3 separate regions of the Columba livia genome follow, and all the other regions are linked to region 3. A link is a contact called in public Hi-C data. All regions are on one chromosome and are shown on one strand. Each heading gives the region's core, a stretch centred on a gene start, on an enhancer-like site or on the middle of the called end of the contact. The rest is flanking DNA. Distances are from core to core; before and after follow the strand shown. Region 1 holds the start of GARS1 (glycyl-tRNA synthetase 1). Region 2 holds the start of PLCD1 (phospholipase C delta 1). Region 3 holds the start of CTDSPL (CTD small phosphatase like).

Region 1 (3,624 bases), core at 127-2,626, 150 kb before region 3:
CTAGAAATCATAATTTTATTTATAAGAAGCTCTCCTGCCAAGGCATTATGCTGCACAGTGATTCACAATAAAAACTCATTGAAGGGATGGTGCTGGTATAATTAGAGGGCCATAAATCTACTCATTTAATGGGAAAACACATGTACAAATCTACAAATACCAGGGACGCACACGTAGCCATGGGACACACACGTAGCTGTGTGTGCAACTAACCAGAAGACTATGGATTCAGCCACTTAAAGGAGACATGTGGGGAACTCACACGTATAGATTTTGCTGCTAAAACAGGGATGAAGGGGAACTTCCATGAGCTGCCAGTAACACACACAGCAAGGGAACCAAGACCAAGATCCACTTAGGAAATAAAAAGACAATCGAGTCCATCTCAGGTGAGAGAGAAGCTAAAGATGATAGTTTAGTTTGTGAGGGGGATGGAAAGAGAATGCGACGCAATCCTAGTTAATAGGAGACAGCTACGTATCTGGACAAATAATAATGATGAAACGGAAAATGTGCGAAGAAATTAATATTCTCTTACTACATCTGGCAAATACACGAATCCAAAGAATATCATTTATCTGCAAAACCCAACACACACTCAGTTCTCAAGGGAAGTCACTGTGTGACCCTGTGGGATGAGGAAACCTATGTAGGCTGTTTAATATAAAGAAAACGTGAAGAACCAGCTGCGGGGCCCCAAAAGCACGGCAAAGTCAAGCCCAGGAGAGCGAAGCCGGGCAGCCTGACGCACAGATCCAGTTCTGCCAGCACCATCCATCACTGCGGGGTGGGGAACGGGCAATTCACGGGAAAACAACCACCCCCGCTTCTCCGGGCTCAGCAACACCCGCACCCGGGGGAAGCGGCGCCCACCCCGGGACGCTCCGCCGGGGGCTCCGCGGTGCCCCCGAGCCGGACGGTCGCACGCAGGGTGCGGGGGGGCGCTGAGGGGAAACACCCCGCAGTGCAGGGCGAATGCACCCGGGGCACCCCCCGCGCCTGAGGGGGGAGCGGGGGACACCTCCGCGGGCGGGTCTGTCACACACCCGACCCCCCTCAGCGCGTCCCTCCCCCTCAGGCGGGTCCTCCCCGGCGGGTGTCCCCCCCCTCAGCCGGGCCGGGGCGCGTTACCTGGTGCCGCACCGCCTGCCGGAGGGGCGCCAGCAGCGCCTCGGCTTGCGGGCCGTCCATGGGGGTCGCGGCCGGGGCGGGCCGGGTGCAGAGCGGGGCGGCGGGCGGGCAGGCGAGGCGGCGCAGCAGGGCGGGCAGGACGCTACGGGGCAGCAGCGGCATGGAGAGAGGCGGCGCGCCGCCCTGCCCCCCCCCGCATGATGAAATCGCGCCCGGCGTAAAGCCGGCCCCGGACCCGCCGCCGCACTTTCCGCACGGGCAGGAGGGGAAAAAAAAGGGGTTGCTCCGCGAACGCGCCGGCGGCGGCGCCCGGTCCCCAGCAGCAGATTCGGCACGGCCGCGGCGGCAGCGGGGGGACGGCAGGGGGCGAGCGGGAGCGCTCGCCACACACACACGCGGGCGCGCACACACACACACGTGCACACACACACACGCGTACACGCACACAGGCACACACACACGTGAGCGAGTGCACATCCTCGCGCGCACACACACGTGTGCACACACACACGCACACACACTCACACACGGTGGGCAGCGCATGCACGAAAACACCGCCCCCGCTTTCCCCAGCTAGTGTGTGTGGGTCATGACGACACGTGCTTCCTCCCCCCGGGTGACATTTGTCACCCCCAAAGTGTACATGGCCCCGGGTGCAAAGAGCCATCACCCCATGCCAGAGATTTGCACTGCTGTAGCACCCACCTGAACCACCTCAGTGTGGTGTCCCCTTGTCCCTCACCCACCTGAGCCACTTCAGTGTGATGTCCCCATGTCTGTCACCCACCAGAGACGCCTCAGCGCAGTGTCCCCTTGTCCCTCACCCACCTGAGCCACTTCAGTGTGGTGTCCCCTTGTCCCTCACCCACTGGAGCCACTTCAGTGTGGTGTCCCCTTGTCCCTCACCCACCTGAGCCACTTCAGTGTGGTGTCCCCTTGTCCCTCACCCACTGGAGCCACTTCAGTGTGATGTCCCCTTGTCCGTCACCCACCAGAGACACCTCAGTGCAGTGCCCCCTTGTCACAGAATCGCAAACTGATAGAACACCTTAGGTTGGAATGGACCTTCAAAGCTCACCTAGTCCAACCCCCTGCCATGAGCTGTCATACCAAATTGCATCCTGGTGCCTGTGATTTAAAGTTAGTGATTACCTAGAGCTTTTTTTAAAGGTTCTCGATAATAAGCTAATTCGGTGTAAAGTGATCTCAAGCAAGAAGGCTAAGAATCAATATATGAGTATAGATCTATTATGACAAGTTCTTAAAACAGCATGTACACCATGGCTGAATGTAGCAGTATCATTGCCTTCAAGAAATTGTCACCTCACCTGGCTATTTTGGGCATCTCTGAGTTGAGGCTACTGAATTATCAGTGGATCAGTCTTTATTGACCCTGTAGGAAATGTATAATTCTAATATGGGCATCACAGCAGTCTGGAAAAACTCCCGAGAACTTGTGGAAGTAATTCCAACAGTGATATTATCTGCTCTGAATCACAGTGCTGATGACCATGGCCTGGACATCTCTAGATGAATTTGTAAAATATTTTATTAGGAATTTGAAGATGAAACTAAATCGAGTGTTGAGACTGGTTCACGTTGCAGTCTCTACGTTGTCTTTGGTTTGGGTTTGCTTATGTTTTTAAACTACTGACTTATGAGAGGCTAAAGCATAATCATTTATTAGAATCCTAGAACCAGAGAATGCTTTGGGTTGGAAGGGACTTTCAAAGCTCATCCAGTGCCACCCCTGCCATGAGCAGGGACATCTTCACCAGCTCAGGTTGCTCAGAGCCCCATCCAGCCTGGCCTGGGATGTCTCCAGATATGGGGCATCCACCATCTCCAGAGCCACGTCCGCAGCACGTGTCCCCGCTGAGGGGCAGGGAAGCGCTGGGGGCTGAGGACGAGGGTGTGCATGTGTGTTATTTTTTCCATCAGCTGCAGCATTTGAGCTCCAAAAGCTTTGTAGTCTTTGCACTTGGTGGTGTTTTGCTTGTCACTGATCCCTGTTCCCCCTTCCCCTGCCGGGGGACTGCGCTGGGATGGCAGCACCCGCCTGCGCGGGCCCTCGGGCTGGGTTGAGGGCAGGAGGCCAAATCCTGCTCTTCCCCTGCAGACACGAGTGTGGGGGGTCTCCTGTGGGAGGAAGGACAACCCCATGTCATAAAGAGGAGTGGTGGCATAGGAGAACTTCCCGTTCCTGGGGATTAAAGCACTCCATGAAGGAGAATCCAAATACTGGTTACATAAAACGAAATTTAATCATAAAACCACTTTGATTGGAAGAGATCCTCAAGTTCATCGAGTCAAACAATTAACCGAACACTGGCACCACGTCCCTAAGAAACTCATCTCCCTGTGCAGCCTGTTCCAGTGCCCAACAACCCTTTCCCTGAATAAATTTTTCCTAATATCCAATCTGAACCTCCCCTGGCACAACTTGAGGCCATTTCCTCTCGTCCTGTCACTTGTTACTTGGGAGAAGAGACC
Region 2 (3,483 bases), core at 330-2,829, 210 kb after region 3:
TTTTCTGCTTGAGACAAGAAAATGGATTAACAAGCAGCCACTAAATTCATCTTGGTTCCTAACCCCAGAAGACTAAATAATATTCACTGAAAAATGACCCACAGGCCAGAATAAGAAATATTTTACTAGTTCCAGATGTATTTCTTAGCTTGCTTTCCCCAGTGGTTATATAATGAATGAGATACCTACACAAAGTATAACATTAACCTCTGTTTCACCTTCCTGTTAGATTTCTAGCATCTGGGAAAATCAGAGGGAAGATTTCTTGAGCCTGGGGGAATCTTCTCACATTTCTCCTGGTAACACTAAACTGATTATGTTTAGTGCCAATCACTTATTGCTCTATTAAGTTTGTTTGTTTATAGTTCATCTATAGTAAGAAAGCACATATCTCATTAAACAAAAATAAGCACTTTTCCCATTGCTGTAGGGTCACAAAACCCCATTTCAATCCGTAGCTATAACAATCTTAAGTTCTTTCTGCTCATCACAGTAAGTAAAATACAATAGAGGTAACAAATCAATATGTTAAAGGCAGAGCAGGGATTAAGGGATGCTTCATTACTCTATCAGACAAGCCTCCTAGTCTTGATACCAATAAGCATTAAATCTCACTTGATAGGAGAGCAGAGAGGATTTATTCTTTTTTAGAGACGCTACTTATTTTGTACTAAACACTTATCCTGTGGGCAGACCCTGAGCTGGGGGTTCATCCTGCTTGTCTTCTCCACAGACCAGAGAATTTACCCAGCTGAGCATCTGTCCCTCTCTCAGCTTCACCACAAAGGGGAGGAGATTTGGACCAACTTTTCTGGGCTTGCAGACACTTAGACAGACAAGACACAGTTCCTACCAATACAGCCAAGCCTATTAACAGAGCAAAAAACCCTATCATTTGTAATACAGATTAAACGCTGCTTTGCTTCCAAATGAGAGAATGGAGAGGGGAAAGAGGGGGGAGAAGACAGGAGGAAAAACAAAGCTCTGGACAAGATAAGAGAGCTGAAACGCAAGGCTATTTCTATAGACTTACTGTTGTAAGCGAGGAAACTGCCGTTCGATTCCATTTTTGCAGAAGAAGCCGCCGTGCAGCGGCAGCAACGGCTCCGCCAGCAGCTGCGCCCAGACGTTACCGGGCTGGAAAACGGACCCGGGCGGCTCCCCCTGCTCTCTGCTCCACCGATCCCCCCCCCGTCAGCTCCCTCCGGAGCCTTCTGCTCCTTCCCTCGGGCTGGAAATCACCTCTTGCGCTATGACTCCTCATTTATTTCCCTCCCGCATCCCTCACGGCACCGCTTGCGCCAGCGCCCCGACTGGGACCGAGCGCCCGGAGTCCCAGCGCCGGACTGGTGCGGGCTCCTCCCCGCAAACCCGGCGGCTCCGCCGCTGGCCCAGCCCCCTGCTGATGCCGCAGCTTCACAGCGTTACCTCTTTTCCTGTTTCTGGCATATTTTCATGCTGCTCCTTTCCGGCAGAGGCTTCCAGATTGAAGGGGAGAGCTGTAAATGTGTCCTCCGTGGTCCCCGAATCAAAGAAATGGACTTAAACAGGTGATCAGAGTCAAGGTCTAAAGGGCTTTTAGACACTGGTAGGGGTATATTTATTTTCAGAAGGAAAAAAGAAACAAAAACAAAAAATAAAAACGAATCAAAAAAGCCAATACACCCCCACACACACATACACACCCCCCCACACACATACACACACCCCCCCCAAAAAAAATAAATAAACCACCACGACAGGTCAGAAACCACCAATATAGAAATAGAAGCTGTAACCACAAACACTCGCAGAGGCATGAATTTAAAACTTTAGAACAGAAGTTACAAGCTTTGCATTTGAGACAGAGAAAGCAGGCAAAAAAGGCGCCATCCTGAGGCTTTTATTGAGTGGAACTGATTTGTTCCTCTCTGTCCCGTACTCTTAAACTAGGAATTTTTTAAGGGTAAAAGGTGACACTGGCAAACAGGGAGGGGGAAAGAAAGGGAATACAGTGTGGGAAATCTTGAATGTTTAGGGGAGGGATTCAGTTATTGTTTTGCTGTTGTTTATTTCCGTTTCAGGTTATTTAGGTTTTCTTGATGCAAACAACTGCTGGAGTTGTTGGCAGATTCAAAGCCCTCGCTCCTCAGTGGCTGCAAACCCAGCAGCTCCACCAACAGAAGGGAAAAAGTCCCTGTGTGCTGCTGACAGATCTGGGAGGCACATGATGAAAAATACTTTGGGACTGGGACTGTTTGTCCCTCCCTGCCAGGAACTGGGCTGCTCCTTTGAGAGCAGGGACATTGATCTCAAATACTTTTACAGTCCATAAATATAGGGCTGCTGCCACCACCCAAGGAAAATTGCCCTGATGTAGCAAAACTCCTCTGTCCTAGTACAAAACTAACAAACAAGTGGAGAAAATAAAGAGCAGAGATTTCACCCCATGACTCCTCTAAAGCCCATCCTTCTATTAGTATGGCATGGGGGGGGTTATCTCCCACAAAACACCTTCTGAAAGACCCACGAAGGAGAATCCCTCCTGCAAACCTACAGAGAAAGAGACATCAACTTTAAAATCCTCAGGGCATGGGGATTTCCAGAGAACACCATCAATCTGTCACCGTTTCAGCTGATGGGGAAGAGCACTGGGGGGAGTGTCCAAGAGGCTGGTGGGTGAGTCAGCCAGACTGGAAACTCCGGTAAGGCTGAGGTGGTGAGAACATCGTGGTTTCTATAAGGGAGAAGTAGAGAAGGGCAGTTTGAAAGTGGTGGTGGGAAATAGCATTATAGTAACACCTTCTCTGTGTAGAATCATAGAATCATTTTGGCCGAGACCACCAAGGTCATCAAGTCCAACCCTTAACCCAACACTGTCACTAAACCATGTCCCTAAAAACCTCATCTACACATCTTTTAAACCCCTCTAGGGATGGTGACTCCACCACTTCCCTGGGCAGCCTGTTCCAATGCCCAACAACCCTTTCCAGGGTGAAGTTTTTTCCTAATATCCAATCTAAACCTCTCCTGGTGCAACTTAAGGCCATTTCCTCATCCTATCACTTGTTACTTGGGAGAAGAGACCAACCGCCTCCATGCTACAACCTCCTTTCAGGTAACTGTAGAGAGCAGTAAGATCTCCCATCAGCCTCCTTTTCTTCAGGCTAAAATACTGGATATATCCTCCACTCCACCTATTTGCTGCAACTTAACTATTGAGGATGCTGGGGATAGCCCACACAGCATTGTATGTCTGTCTATAGCCTTTATCTTGGCTGCCATTAAACTTTTTAAAAAAACTCATTCTTCTACCCTCACAGTTTCCATAGAAATACACATCACACATTATTGTGCCCCCATACTGCTGAACACAAGCCCCTCACTGAGAGACGTACCAGCCAGTATCCCCGTACCTTCTGTGGCAAAGGAGGGGCATGTGAGTGATCTACATTGGTCCCAAACCAATGAGGATCATCTTCTGGATATAATCCCTTCAAAGGG
Region 3 (3,537 bases), core at 282-2,781:
TTTCCCCGGAAAGTAGATGTGGCATCACCGCAGACTAGAAACTCCTCACTGCTGGGCTCCCTTTAAGGGAAAGCACCGCAATGAGAACAGCTGCTGCTGGAATTAAACTAAATGCTCATTTCTGCAACCTAGCCTGGCGGTCGAAATGCTGGATTTTTGCTAACGTTAGGTAAAACCGCTCAGAGCCACATACATATTTATATATACATTTTAAAAATGCAGACAGGCAGTGGCTTTCTCTTTCAGGGAAAATAAGAGAGTTGAAACCAGTATTACTACAATTCACACTGCCTGGGTCCATGCCAGCTACAGAAGGACTTTCCTCAACTTGGTTAATGGAATTTAAAATGATATCTGTCCCTTCTGTAGCAAGGTTGCAATAAAGGCTTGTATATACATTAGAAATATATGTTTTTTTAGGAAAGGGGGTTGCAATTCCTCATTTACATGAAAAACACCAACACGCTTACTTAAAGGTTCACCCTTTTAATTTGACACTGACAGCCCCACGGAGGAGCTGGTTTTTCTTCCCCACCATCGCGCCCCAGACCCCGGGCAAGGGCGGGAGGAGCTGGATCCATCTCCTGACGTGGCCACTGAACAGCAGCGCTGGGAATTGCTGGGAAGCCTTCGAAGATGCTCTAGGAAAAGAAAATAATTTAAAAAAAAAATTTAAAGGGTGTTTTCTCTAAGAGAAGCTGGCCATGCTGCCCTCGGTACCTTCTAGTGACACACTCGCGTCTGAAAAAAGAAAAAAAACGAACAAAAAAAAACACCTGTGAAAATATTTCACTCCTCATTAACCGCAGCTCCTTCTCAGGCAGTTTATACCCGTTTCTGAAGGAAACCAGCCCAGCGCTGACGCGGGACAGCACCGAGCACGGACGTGACGCGCTAACGCCTTTTCCCGCCTCCCGCGGGCAGCTCCCCCGCCATGGAGGGCTGGCCACGCCCTCTCCCTGTGGCCCCGCCCCCGGCTCCGCCCCCCCGCGGCGGAGAGAAAAGCCTTTTGTACGCAACGACAACAGCCTCCTGGCCCCGCCCCTTGTGCCCCGCCCCCTGTGTCTCCGCCCCCTGTGTCTCCGCCCCCGCCGTGGCCCCGCCCCCGCCGTGGCCCCGCCCCCGCCGTGGCCCCGCCCCGTTGTTTACCGCGCAGCGGCCCCGGGCGCTGCCCGCTCCCCGCCTCCATGTTGGAGCGTCCCGCGGCGCGGGGGCGGAGCGGGGCGGGGCGCGGGCCGCGCCGGGCGGGCTGACAGGCTGCGAGCGCGGCGGCGGTGGCGACGGGGCTGTGGCGCAGCGCGGGGAGCGCGGCCGGGGCGCGCAGCGGCGGCTCGGCCCCTTTCCCCTCCCTTCCTCCCCTCCGCACCGCGCTTCCCTCCGCGCACGGCGGCAGCGGCGACCCGGGAAAGGGGGGAGGAAGAGGAGGAGGGGGCGGCCCGGGCGTCGCTCCGCCGAGCCCGCAGCGCTGCCCGCGGGAAGGGGGGTGGGGGGGAGGGAGGGAGGGAGGTGTGAGGGGGCGCGGGGATGAGATAAGCGCGGAGGAGGAGGAGGGCGGCGGCGGGGGGGTATGTAGGGAGCGCGGGGCTGTGCCGGGGGACGCGCTCGGGGGAGGCCCCGCGGGGCGGCTCAGGTGGATGCGGGAGGCGGTGTGAGGCGGGGGGGAGGCGGCGCGGAGGGGCCGGGGGCACTTCCCCCGCCTCGGGAGGCGGCGGCTCCGGCGGGGTCTCGGGGGGAGCGCTGCCAGGGCTTCCCGGAAGGGTGAATTGGAGTCCTTATTTATTATTTTTTGTTAAGGGGGGGGGTTGATTCGCCTTCCCCCCCCCCGCCCCGTGGAGATTTGGCGCCTGGAGGCGGCGGTGGCAGCGGTACCGGAGGGGCCCCTGTGCGCGGTGCCCCCCCCCCCCACCACCCCAGCTTGGCTTCGCTCCTGGAGGAGTTTTTTATTATTATTTTTTTTAACTACAAATCTGCATATTGATTTTTAAACAAACAAACAACCCCCCTCCCCACCCCCCCGCACACAAGCCTGCCTCCGGGAGGGAAATAGCCAGGTGAAATCTCACTCTGTTTCCATGGACAACCCGTCCATTATCACCCAGGTGACTAACCCCAAAGAGGAGGAGATCCTGTCCTGCACTCAGGATAAAGGTGAGCAGCCTTCTCTCTTTCTCCTTTTTTGTTTATTTTTCTTTTAAATTTCTGCAAATCGCTTCTTAAAAATGCACGTAGTAGCAACTTGCATTCTTCAGCCACTGTATAATCTGGGAACAGAGGAGGGCTTGTTGGGGTTGGTGGTTTTTTGGTTGTTTCTTTTGTGGGGGGAAGATATTTGCATGAAGCTCTCTGGAGCTGCTTTGCTGGGATGCAGCTGGGAACTTGTTACGGTGTTTAAATATCAGGTTTAATCAGTTATTTAAATTAAAATACTCCTCTCTCTTGAGGACTTTGTGAGGTTGTCACTTTGTGCCCTGCTTCAAGGATACCAGTTCTGCATGTGTCAGAAGGTTTTGAAGTCTTAGCTTTAAAGATTTTTTTAAAAATAATAATAATAGTGACTTCTCCTTGTTTTCCTCTATGTCCCCTGGCTTTGCATTTAAGAATCTGGGGAGCTCTCAGGTTTGTTGGAGGACACTTGTGCGCCTGGGAAAGAAACACGGGCTACTTTGAAAAGCTGGCTCTATTTACTTGGTAGATAAATAGTTGTTGATTGCGCAAGGCGTCACGCTTGGGTTGCGTTTTCCTCTAAAATAAGATGAATCTGGCCTGGCCAAAGGAGCTGCTTTCTCCTCCGAAGTCCAGAGGTTGACGGTTGCCCTTAACCTTGTTTCCTTTTGGAAGCTCGGAGGAGTTTTGGGGTGTAAGTGGAAAGGGGGGGTGAGCGGTGGGGTTCCAGTTCTGGGGAGCTGCGTGTGGATTTTGGAAGTGATTTGGGTGTTGGGTTCGTGCTTTGGTACAGGCAGCGCTGGTAAAAAGGGGAGAAAGGACAGAAATTAGAAGTAGAGCGTGTGGTGGTGTTGCCTGGTAATAGACATCGAGTGGTCTTCTAAAAAGGGTAGATTGGTGTATCTCCCCCGAAAATTGATGTGTTTAGTATGCAGAAAGCTTCGATGTTTGTGTGGCTTGTCTTGTAAATAGCGAGGGGTCCTGTATCCTTGGAGAAGTTGCTCCCTGTTACTTTGGACTGAAGGGTTGTGAGGGAAATCTCTGTCTCCTCATCTCACCAACGCTGGTTGCAGAAGGAGGTAGATTAAAAAGAAAAACAGCCATCAGGTTGGGGGGTGTTTGAACGAAAAATTGTGTGGTTTTTTTCTCAGTACAGGAGTTTTCACGTAGCCCTCTTTAATTCATATCACTTGTGAAGTGATGCTTCCACCGCGAGGCCTTGTTTATCTCAAGAGATTGCTGATGCTTCGCTCCGTTCTGGCAATGCCGAGCGTGGGGTATCGGCGATAAACAAGGTGCTGGTGCTTTGCCTGCGATGCCTCCTGGTTTGGAGCGGACGTACGTGATACCGTGCTCAGATGTTGTTGTGGTCTT

Evidence for each region. A called contact is a pair of places that touch in the nucleus more often than the background predicts.
Region 1: a contact with region 3 is called in a Hi-C map of liver, with 4 times the contacts expected there. The contact joins the promoter of GARS1 here to the promoter of CTDSPL in region 3. A contact is called at or near these places in 2 of 2 Hi-C or Micro-C datasets (crop and liver).
Region 2: a contact with region 3 is called in a Hi-C map of liver, with 2.3 times the contacts expected there. The contact joins the promoter of PLCD1 here to the promoter of CTDSPL in region 3. A contact is called at or near these places in 2 of 2 Hi-C or Micro-C datasets (crop and liver).

The regions. Positions count from the first base shown.
Region 1 is chr2:5,320,790-5,324,413 of bColLiv1.pat.W.v2, forward strand. It overlaps GARS1 (glycyl-tRNA synthetase 1), which reads right to left and starts at 1,377. Exons shown (of 17, transcript XM_065050328.1): 1 at 1,132-1,377. The coding sequence starts at 1,293.
Region 2 is chr2:5,682,370-5,685,852 of bColLiv1.pat.W.v2, forward strand. PLCD1 (phospholipase C delta 1) reads right to left here and starts at 1,580. Exons shown (of 15, transcript XM_065050346.1): 1 at 1,429-1,580.
Region 3 is chr2:5,475,227-5,478,763 of bColLiv1.pat.W.v2, forward strand. CTDSPL (CTD small phosphatase like) reads left to right here and starts at 1,532. Exons shown (of 9, transcript XM_005509118.3): 1 at 1,532-2,148. The coding sequence starts at 2,073. It overlaps LOC110363720 (a long non-coding RNA gene), which reads right to left and starts at 1,027. Exons shown (of 4, transcript XR_010469917.1): 1 at 777-1,027; 2 at 1-641.